Regions from separate parts of the Gossypium hirsutum genome. Here region 1 is linked to region 2. Evidence: chromatin contacts called from public Hi-C data. All regions are on one chromosome and are shown on one strand. The core of a region is the stretch at or near the end of the contact, and the rest is flanking DNA. Distances in the headings are between cores, read along the strand shown. Region 1 has its middle 3.9 kb from the start of LOC121216660. Region 2 has its middle 26 kb from the start of LOC107955147.

Region 1 (5,530 bases), core at 906-3,405, 180 kb before region 2:
CCTTGACAAAAGAATTCAACGCATTTCTACAAGAGAAACTGTTGTAAAAGATGAAGGATATGGGGAGTTTTTCTATACCATGCTACATCAGAGACTCGTACTGCGAATTGGCTTTATGCGATGTGGGAGAAAGTATAAACTTGATACCCATGTCTGTGTTTAAGTAATGAGGGATTGGTGAGGTTAGACTGATAACTATCACACTTCAATTGGCAGACAAGTCGATAACACATCTGGAGGGAAAGATTGAAGATGTTCTGGTACATGTTGACAAATTTATTTTTCCCGCTGACTTCCTTATTTTAGATTTTGAAGCAAATAAAAAAGTCCCTACCATTTTGGGAAGGCCATTTTTGGCAACTAGAAAAACATTGATAGATGTTTAGAAAGGGGAACTCACAATGCGAGTACAAGACGGTCAGGAAGTAGAGTTACCTATCAAATTGAAAAGGCACAAAAAGGATACCGAATGTCATATTACAGATTCTCAAGGTAACAGTTGTTATTGGTATACACATGGAAGATTTTCAAAAGCTGATGAAGAGTCTAATAAAGGTCAGAAAAGACGGTTCCAAAATAGAGTATTTGATCCAGGGAAACTGAAGTCCCGGTAGTTAGGATCATTTACCACTGCTAGAATAATTTTGACTATCGAGGGTTAGTGAAGGTTGACCCGATCTTGGGTATTTGATCTAGGTAAAACTTAAACTTCGATGACCTGAGAATTCCACTGTCAGTCAAGCCTTTCCTTATGAAGGTAAGATTAAGGTAAGTGGGCAATGGTTGAAACATTGTCGAACCGGTGAATTTGAGCGGAAAAAATTATTTAACTCACTTTAATTGATCCGTAATGATTTTTATGCTGGAAGGCTGCTAATTTAAAAAAAAATTGAGTAGTCCGTAAATAAATAAAATTAGTTATTATGTACCTAATATATATAAATATGTAAATAAAGAATAATAATAAAGAAATCCCTTATTAGCTTAATTTTTGAATTAGGTAAAATTATGATTTTACTTTTTATTATTGTGTTTCTTTTCTTTTTTTGTTTCCCTTGGTTCTCTTCCCAACCGTCGCGGCCTTGACTTTTCCATTCCAACTTACCGTCGATCCTGTCTCATTCTCTCCACCTTCAAGCGTCACCGCCTAGCCTTCCCCATCCCACGCCCTCGCCTTTCCCTCCACGATCAATTGTCACCTTCATCAGCAGCCTGCTACACCACCCATGACAGCCAAATTGCCGCACCTTTCTCCCTTACCCCGTCACCGTTGCACACCACCATATTGTGACACCATCACCGAACAACAACTCTTTTTCCACCATCCACAAGCACCATAAAACCAATTGCAGCATCCATCCGCTCCACTCCCTTGCCACCACCTAGTCGCATAGCCAGTAGTAGCAGCTCTTTGTATCAGAAATAAACGACTACCACCCTAAGCGACCAGATCTCCCTGCACATAAACAAGAGTATTATGTCTCGAAAATGGAAAAGAGTGAATATTCAGACTGATTAAAACCCTTGTTCTGAACTCTGATTGCAAGAGCACGATATATTACGATCTTTAAGAAAAAATCGATGCTCCTGGATAAGGGTTTCCAGCTTACTAGTAATAGCGATGCCGATGCGCCGGTATTCATTCAGGAAGTCGTTAATGAACGGGGATGGAAAGTAGTTTTTGATGTCTGAAATCTTTCGGATTAAGGTATTGTTCAAGAATTTTATTCTCATTTTAATCTGTCTACAGTAACAATATTGCAGATGGGAGAAAGGGAATTGTTTCTAACAACATTAGTCATCAATGGCTTGTTTGATTTGCCTGATATTGAGAACGATGATTTCTTGACCCTATGTGAAGATGTTAATGCGAAAAGAATTCAAGATGTTTTGAAAGTAGTCACAGTTCTTGGAACTAAATGGTCGCTTTTGAGGCAAGGTACTCGTTACTGTCAGAGAGAATTTCTGACTCAAAAGGAAAATATTTCATCTTCTAACCTTGGAACCCGACTCGCAGAATCGAACCTGAGGATTTTGCTACATCTAGGTAGGATGTTGATGACGTGATCTCGTATACAACTTATAGGCCCAATCTCAAGAAGCCTAATCCCACAACATTTGGGTCGAATCTAGAAGAATTGTCAGAAGAAAGAATGGTTCGTGATGCCCTTAAAATTCCTTTGGGTCCCATTACGCGAGCTAAGGCCAAGAAAATGAAGGAGTCATTCATAGGCCTAATTCAACATCTATTGGCTGAACCCAATCCGTTCAGCAACTATTTGGCTCCAGTTAAGGATCCAGGTTGGTGCAACTTGTTGCACGTGATGAATTAAGTCTAAGAAGATTGTTTGGTTGCTTTCCCACAACTAGTTTTTCATTTATTTAATTTCCCTCAGCTCATGATTGCTAAACTTTAATTTTGGTGGTTTTTAGTTAAATTAGTTGTTAGTTTATTTATTCACTTTAATTGCATTTTAAATATTTTTTAATTTAGCTATTAAATTTGCCCAAATTTATTACAACTTTATTATCATATTTAAAGTGTCGTAAATGTTGTTTATTGTGCTCTAATGGAACACCGATGGGTGGCCAGTTTGGGGAACAAATGTAACCATTCAAGTGATGATCCAAGGGCCATTCAACTACATGAAGATGTATGGAATTTTCGGTCACTTAAAGGCTGATTCATGAAGGCATTTTAATGGTCAAGTGGAGATGAATGTATGAGAGGAATTGTTCATGAACCAGTAGCTTAAGAGTCAATCCATCTCCCATTTCCATGCATGGATATTCGGCCATTAAGGAGTGCATGAAGGGACCATTCAATTTGGATGCATGTGCATGAATTATTCCTGCTAATTAAATGCTTAAAGATGAACAAACATTGCTTAAGGGCTAAAGATGCATGGACGACACAAGGGGGAATGAATGATGAATTTCCAAACATTAAATGTGGGTTCATGTAATGTGAAAATACTTTGTACCTAAGGGATACACGTATGGCCGGTTTTGAAGAGGCATTTTTCAAGGCCTATAAATATTCGACCTAGGTCACTTTGTAAGAGTGAATGAACCAATCAATCAACTTTGAAACTTAAACTGATTTTATACTTTCTTCTTTTCAGGAATAAAACCAAACTTATCATGAACTTACCTTCATGCGCTGTTCATTAATAGATCCTATCACTTCCCTTCTCAACTCTTTCTGAAGTGTGACGATCATCCTATATCGTTGGTTCCTATCTCAATATAGATAATGGGCTACGATCTTTCTTAAAACAACCAACTTGTTAAGACTTAACTTTGCTTTGTAGAAATCAGGTCACACTGTTTCATAATGCTGGTTCATTTCTGGATCAAGTTTCGTTTTATCAATTTTTATTCATTCCGTTCTTCCATTCCAATACCTAAATACATTTCAAGTTCTAAGCTTAACTTCCCTTTTTTCTGAGAAAGTATCTATTTAGACGAATGGGCATATCAAATCATGGATCAAATTCTAAACTCGTAATCAAATTCATATTAGTTGATAACATGGATGAAGGGACAGAGTTTGACAGTGTCAACAAATAATTGGGGGGATTTTTGTTCTTTTTGTTCTATTTCTTTAAGTTTTTCTGTGTAATAATTTTTTTAAGTTGCAATTATGAATAAAATTGAGTTAATTTGCAAATTATTCTTTTAAAAAATGTGAAGTATTGTAATGTAAATGTGCATGTCTAGGATAAGCTCTGGCAAGGAAAGACTGGGTATTTAAGCAGTCGAATGAGACTTACCTCCCTTTACTGGGAGCCTACCTGGTGCATAGCTCACATTCATTTATTTGATTTTGTCCCTTTTGCTATATACTTTTAGGCACTAAAGACATTGCTTCTCTTTAGTAGGGGGACCATGCTATAATTTCTTTGATAGTTTAATTTTTTCGATATTTTTTCGAGAACTTATATTTTGATACTTTTCGAAAATTGATTCTTCGGTAAAGGTGTGTTTAAGCGATTTTTTGCTCAAAATGTAATTTTTGCATAATATGTTAACTCTAGTATGCATGTCATCCTTTTATTTTAAATATTTTTATGTTAACTAAATTATGATAAAATTGCAGATCCTAGTAATTGTGCATAAGGTCAACAATTAATTTGTTTTAATTCCCTAGAAAAATTAAACATGCATGAAGGATTAAGTCTTTAGAATTGCCTTAGAAATTTCCTTAATGTGGAATTGTAAGAGGCATAACAATTTAAAAATGATTTAGAATTTTTTTTGTTTGAATCGTTTGAGTCTTTCAAGCCTACCTTATTAAAATTATCCCTTGAAACCCAGTTTTATTGATTGACCTATTTCTTTTACAACCTTGCATTAATGAACTATAGCTTATTTAAAATTACTTATCTTTTATCTTCTCACCAAACCTTAGAGTCAACTTGTTTCAGTACTTTTTTGGTTTTATGTTTGGGGGAGTTAGAAAGAGGTATTGGGTGCTTACTTTAATGTTTGGAGTGTTTTTATGCTCGATATAGTATCATATGTTAAAAAAAATCTAGTTATGTGAAGAAAAGGGTACTAGTGAGCAAATAATTCCAAAAGTGAAAGAAAAGGGAAGAATTGGGTACTTTAGGGGGAAAATTGTTTTCTAGAGGCTCGAATAAGTTGAGTTTGAGGTTGTCTAGCCTAAAAATAACTCTCTTTCCATACCTTGAACCAAGCCCCATTACAACCTTACTAAAGACTTATTGATTTAAATTTTTAAGCCTGCTACATTAGTGGAGAGGAATTACTAAGTTTAACATATGAAGACATGATTTAATCCTTAGGATTGTTACTTAGCTTAATCAAGGGAAACAAAAAATTGATTGGAAAGAACTTAGTGCACAATCATGAGGAGAAGACATTCAATTCATGATTTCAGTTAGCATTTTAATACTTAAGAGAAATTGGATGATATATGTATTTAAGTTATATATTTGCAATTTTTATTTTTGAGCATAAGTTTTCTAAAGCGTGGCCAAAAATGGAGAATTAATTTAAGTGTGCTGAATTTATATGTTTTAGCATTTTCCTAAGGCCATTACTTGGAACGAGTAATAAATTAAGTTTGGGGCGTGATAACTCCAAAATATATAGTCATTTTAAGACCTTTTTACTTACAAATTCATTCAAGTCCAGGGTGTTTAATAACAAATTTTATTGTAATTGTTCTACTTTATGTTTATTTTTAGATTTATTTGGATTTATTTTGGTTAATTTATGTGCTAAAATAAGGGATTCTCAGACCGTGTAACTTTTGAACTAGGGACTCGCAATTGTGTCCTCACCCATGTAACTCTTTGAGTAGGGTCACACGGCCGTGTCACACGCTCGTATGCTAGGCTGTGTAACTTTCTGAGTTGCCTCACTCGCTTGTGTGTCGGGCCATGTAACTCACTGACTTGCACCCTAAAGAAATCATCAGATGACACATGACTGTGTTGCCAAGCTGTGTGCCTCACACGGCTGAGTCACATGCCCGTGCGGACTCAAATTTACCTAAAAT
Region 2 (6,170 bases), core at 1,046-3,545:
AAACCATAATAAATATAGGTTAAGAACCCACACATGGTTTACAAAGAGTGGGACTTGAACTTGGGATCTTAAAGTTCCCAAGACCTTAACCATCCAATTAAGCTAAGGCCTTGTTGAGGGAAGTTGATTCCATTGTCAGAAGTCTGCAAAGTTTTGTCCATCGGGAGCCAATGAACCCTTCAACTTGTTGATAATATCTTTGGTGGGTTTTTTTTTTCTTTTGACTCTAATGAAAGCATAGGTGCCTAAAGAGGTAGAAGGTTCATAGTGTGAGGACGCTTTGTTGGGTGCTTAATAAAATGAACCACGCGGATATACATGGTCACCCACTAAAGAAATCTCAACATTTACTCTTGGTGGGATATAAATATGTGCCCAATATGCTATAAGACACTTATAGGTAACTAGACTATCACTTGAGATAAAAGTTATAATTTTATTTTATTTTATTGTCATCTCTTTTACGGTTTGTTTCTTATTTAATGATTTTTCTATACAAATACATGTTAATTATTTAATTATAATATTAATCTTGAGATAATTTTTTACTTTTATATTTTAATAAAATTTCCATGAAATTTTTTTTAATAATGGTAACTAATTAATTTTACATAAAATAATTTAATGAATGTATCAAGATTAATATATAATTAAATTAAATATAAATTTAAAATATTTACTTTTAGTTGAAGTTGAATATAATTTTTTAATGAAAGAAGTCAAATATATTTCATTTTGTAGGATTTCATATGTAATTAAAATTTCGTTATTTTTTAATTAAAAGAGAAATGAATAAATCAAATAGAAAATGAATTGATGAATAATAAAAAGAGATAATTGTCTTTTTTTATTTAAGGTTTGCTTAGTAAATAGATTTTAAAGGGGTTTGTGGGATTTTTTTTCAAACTTGAGAGAGATAAGTAGATATTCTTGAAACTATAGGGATAATTTTACATTAAACTTGATAGGGGTAAGTGTCTTTTACTTAATTGTTAAGAGCAAGTGCTTATTCACGGATATATATATATAAAAGGGAGGGATGCACTTTGTAACTTTTATTATAACTAATATTTTAACAATCCAATTATTGAATTTATCAATATAATTGTATTTGTCATACTTGTAAATATTTGAATCAATCTGATATCTTTATCATATCGATCTAAAATAATGTTTATATTAATATATATTCAAAGTTTCAAAATTTTTACATAAAACAAATAATTAAATATTTAATTTACTCCAAACTTAACATATGTGATCTACATGAATGAAACATGAAATCTGATGATTGAATTGTGTTCAATAATTTTTTAGCTATCTTTTAACAAACCACTAATTCACTATTCACATCACACCATTTTGTTGTTAAATTTTCATACCGTAAGTTTGTGAGTTTTTTTTTCTTTTGGGTTTGTAAGTTTAGAGTTTTTTTTTTCTTATTTTTAAATTATTTCAAATATGTTTCTAAAAAGAAATTAATTTTTCATGATATTAAAGCAATATATTTAGCAATTTCTAAAGATTGGTTCAAGAGATTTGGAACTTTTCTTCACAAAAAGGTATACCTCAACAATTTTTTGTATATTTTAAAATTACTCTTCTTTCTTTTGTTTGTGATTGTGAAAATCAGTAGTGTGGTTGGTGATTCTCATAAGATTGTGTGCTGTTCAATTAATTCATAGGGATATTATTTAATTTTTACATATATTTTAGGGTTATTTATAATTCTTTTTTATCCAAACTTATAAAATATTTAAAAATATTTAAAAATAAAATATTAAAATCCTATATCAAATAGTACGAATTGATACGCATCAATACAAGTTGTATTAATCAAATCAAAATTTTTTATCAGAATAAAACTTAAATTATTTAGTATTAAAATAGTACAAACTACTATGCTTGGCCACTCCTTGATATTTTATCTTGGTTCCGTCCTTAATTATGACCCCTTTCACTTGTACTCTCAAATTATAATAATATAGAACATGGTGCATATTAATTTGTATATTATAATCATGTTTAAAATGTTATATTTATATAAATTTTCAAAAAAGATATTTTCTTTATATAAAATTTATGGTTTTCATATAATTTCTTTCATATTTGTATTATCTTTCTTTTTTTTTCTAAATTTATTTGTATTTATTGTGTTGGTGTAGCATTCCAAGTTAAAGGCGGGACTTGTGATTTGTGAGTCCAAAAAGCTACCAAGCTGGATGAGCTAAGGCTTGTCTTGAGGAGCCCATTAAACCATATGTACCCTCCTAGGCTACCACTCAATGTTTCCAGAAACCATTTAGCAGTGGTTGAAGCCATTCTAAACCATGGATTGGTCCAGGCCTAACTACCCACAAGAATGGTTGGTTGCTATTAGCTAGCCCATGCTATCACCTGGGTTTTAACTACAAGAAAAACGCAGTTGTGGTTGAAAAGGAAATAGTCAGTAAAGTTATAAATTTAGTCTTTATAATTTACAAGATTTAAATTTAAAGGCCTAACATGTTTTCTTTTATATATTATACGGATGGAGATAAGGATAACATGGTTTGAATTCGTGTCAAATGAGTGTTTAACAAAATTTTTAATTATCACTCTATACTAATTAAGACTATTGCATTTGTAATTATTGTTAAGTTGGTACAATTATTTATTTTTTGTGATAATATTTATAAAATTACAATTGTAAGTACTTGTGACAAATTTAAATGATTACAACTACTTTTGGGTAAACTATAAATGGCTACTATGAGATAAAATAGGATCATATTGGGAGAATGAATTTATCCCAAAGAGATTAATGATATCTTATGAGGGTAACACACTTATGACAAGGTCATTGGATGAGCACTTATTGAGTAGCTTTTGTAATGGTATGTAACTGGGGAGAGCTCAATCACGATATTATAATGGAATGAATTTATTACTAAGTAAGTTTATAATTAATAGGTGAAAAATTAAAATTTAATTATAAATTATTTGAGCCCTAATTATATATGTCCGCTAGCTTATTATGCAGCATCCTACCCGATGAAACCCTAGTGTTCAAACGATGTTTATGGAAGGAAGGCATAAATAGTAAGTTTTGAGTGTGTGTAAAGTATAAGAAGTTGAATAAGTATAAGAATTCTTTGAGCAAGCCTATAACGCCTCAGTTCTTGCTGGCACAAAGTCCTGCGTAGCCTTTGAAAAGTACAATTGGCGAATTTGTAACTGCCCAAGTGCTCTTTTTGAAGCATTATGGGGGCAGACACAATTGTATGTTCAAGATGTTAAGAGTTCCACGCTAGATAATTGTGAATTGATAGAAGAATAATGTGGTCAGGTAAATAGATACTGAAGGTATAAGCCCACGTTAGAAGTAGTATACCATTTTCCCCATGATACTGTACAATTTAAGTTATAACGTAAGTTGGTTAGGAACTAACCGAACGAGAACCATGATATTTAAAAGAGAAAGGGAAAGTACAGAATTAGTTTCCTCAGAATTTGTAGACCCTTGATAAGATAAGTCAGTGGTGATGTGACATTTATCAAGTTCCAATAAAGACTTTGGACTATTTTAATAGGTCTTCAAGTTGAAATAAAGGGAGTTCTCTTCTCTTTTAGAAATATTAAAACCTATGGCTGGAGGAAAGGAGAAGCATTTTTCTTTAAGCTAGATCCTAACCTCTAGATTCTTCTATAAATTTGTCCATGTCGAGGTGAGTTTTATGACTCTGAAAAGTAGATCTACATGAATGCCTAAAAAAGTAAGGCTTTGTTTATAGGTTATTTGTATTTAAGATGATGGAAAAGTTATCCGAATGAATTTTTATGGTGTTCTTTTGTTTTAAGAGGCAGTGGTTACTGTAACTCCTAAAAGGATCTTGGATCTAGAGCTCAACCTACTATACATTCTTGACAGGTGAATCCCTAAGTTAACTTTCACATGTAAGGTATTAATTGTGATGTTTCTATAGAAAATGGCCAGATTGTGAACGCTAAATGAGTCGTGCATGTATAGTTCATGAAGAAACTGATAGGTTAAGCATGAGACAGTTGTTCTAATGATGAAATGAAACTATATGAGTACTTTTGGAATGCATGAGATGATATGAAATGAAATGTATGTTAACTTATGTATGGAATCAAAGCATGAAATAATTGTTAAGTGAGTTTTTGTCTGTCTCAACGGAGTCATCTAAAAGAGTCTGTTGAGACTTTAAACACGATTCTTTGAAAGGAAAAGTCCATGGAACAATACTGTGTAAGACCATAGCTGGTGGGCTATGGCGTCATATGGAAAGACCATATTGTATAAGACCATAACTGGTAGGTTATGGCATCATATGGAAAGAACTAAATGAAGGTTATCACCTAATGGAGTTCTCTACGTGATCCAAGACAATTAGGGGCAAACCTCACATAATGTGAGTCTAAGCGAATCCCTATCGTGAACACAACATAAAATGGAAGCGTTTGTAGCAATCTATGAAATGGAAACCTTTGTAACGATCTATGGAAAGGAACGCCTTCATGGCGCCTTTTAAAGGAAGGCCCTTATGGAAATCATCTAAAGGAAACGCTTTTGTCACAGACCTTGAAAGAGAGAAATGACAAGTATGACAAACCCTGAAAGAATGATATGTAAGGCTAACTCTAAAAAATGGTAAGTATGAAAAACTTTGAACAAATAGTACGTATGGCAAATCTGAAGGAATAGTACATATGATGAACTTTGAAGGAATAGTACGTATAGCGAACTCTGAAGAAACAGTTCCGTAGGAAATGTTGTGGTATATCCTGCATAGTCTTAAGATATGTCCAGAGAAGATAGAACATGCTAGGGAATGTAGTGAATTCATAGTATGACCAAGTAGACTAGAAGAATAACTCGATCAACAGTGTTTTATAGGTATGGGTTCTAGAATGGGAACAATTAAGGAAATCATGAAAAGGCTGGGTGAAAAACATAAGGTTTTGAAGATGCTAAGGGTTAGGAGTAGTCATAAAGCAAGGTATGACGTCTATTGTATGAAGAAGAAAGATACTCGCCAAAGTCAAGTTAAAGAATGAGGAACAATGAGATGATAATGAAATTACCAAATGAATTGTAATGAGATGATACAGGTAAATGGAGTTCATTTCACTAAGTTCTCATGAACTTACCTTAGTGTTTTATGTCACAAGTAAGTTGATTAAGGCCTGTGCCAGAAGGGACGATGCTAGGGCTACACCAAAAGAATGGTGAAGTGGGCTATTATGCATGCAAAGTAGGTTTGGGCAGGCATGGTCGAGTCTGTTGTAATAAATAGAAATAATGTAATCATGTTCAGAGATTTGTCCACAAGTCCTAACAACTGCAACCCTTCATATAATGATTGTAGTTGTTTGTTGTATACTCATTTGTAATTTTTATTTTAAAACCATATCCACTAGGTTGTAAATGTTGAAGATATGTATGAATAGTTGAGTGTAAGTCTGTAATAGAGATGTAACACATAAGATCCAAATCTGATTTAGCTAGTTCTCAAATCACGATGATAAATAAGCCATGTATGCATAATGTGCCGGACCTAGTAGAGTTCCTTAGGTATGTTAAAAATTTTCTTATTTGTAAGATTGATGAGTTAATAATGGCTTAATGAAGAGTATTGAAGAAGAACGAAAAGATAAGAGAAGGGTAAAGGATCACTTAATTAAAAAAAAGATATGTTATACAAGGTGAAAGAAAATAAAAGAAAAGATGGGGTAAAAAATAAAGAAACTAGCCCTCTCCCTTTGAGTGATGCCTAATAGCCTTGGCAAGGACCTCTTCTGTTGGCTCCACTTTCCTTAGAATTTGCTCTAAGTCATCGAGCTTCTCAAGATTCTCATCACCCTCTATTTCAAGAGAGTTAGGAATGAAGAAACCATCAATTTGTTTCCATTTTGAATAGAAATATTCCTACTCATTTCCTTTGTGGTTGTAAACATCAAAGTCCATTGAATCTATAGAAATATTGAGTTATTGGTAGGATTTTTTTTATTATTATCTTATACAACAACCAATAACAACCAATGTTGATATCTCCTGTATATGAATGTGTCGTCAATTTGTACAAGTGGCTTATAATATTGGAATGTTGTTATGCATTGCTTGAAAGTCTAAAGAAAATGATGGAAAGCTCTTTTTCCATGGACCA

Evidence for each region. A called contact is a pair of places that touch in the nucleus more often than the background predicts.
Region 1: a contact with region 2 is called in a Hi-C map of leaf, with 4 times the contacts expected there. The contact joins two enhancer-like sites. A contact is called at or near these places in 12 of 34 Hi-C or Micro-C datasets (anther, callus, hypocotyl and 2 more).

What each region holds. Positions count from the first base shown.
Region 1 is chrD04:12,588,371-12,593,900 of Gossypium_hirsutum_v2.1, reverse strand. No RefSeq gene overlaps it. Among protein-coding and RNA genes, the nearest start is that of LOC121216660, 3.9 kb to the left of the region's middle. Within about 2 kb of position 2,155, at least 3 of the 9 cell types and tissues checked have an H3K27ac peak or open chromatin away from gene starts, as enhancers often do. A contact at or near this core is called in leaf, where this site is marked.
Region 2 is chrD04:12,410,581-12,416,750 of Gossypium_hirsutum_v2.1, reverse strand. No RefSeq gene overlaps it. Among protein-coding and RNA genes, the nearest start is that of LOC107955147, 26 kb to the right of the region's middle. Within about 2 kb of position 2,295, at least 2 of the 9 cell types and tissues checked have an H3K27ac peak or open chromatin away from gene starts, as enhancers often do. A contact at or near this core is called in leaf, where this site is marked.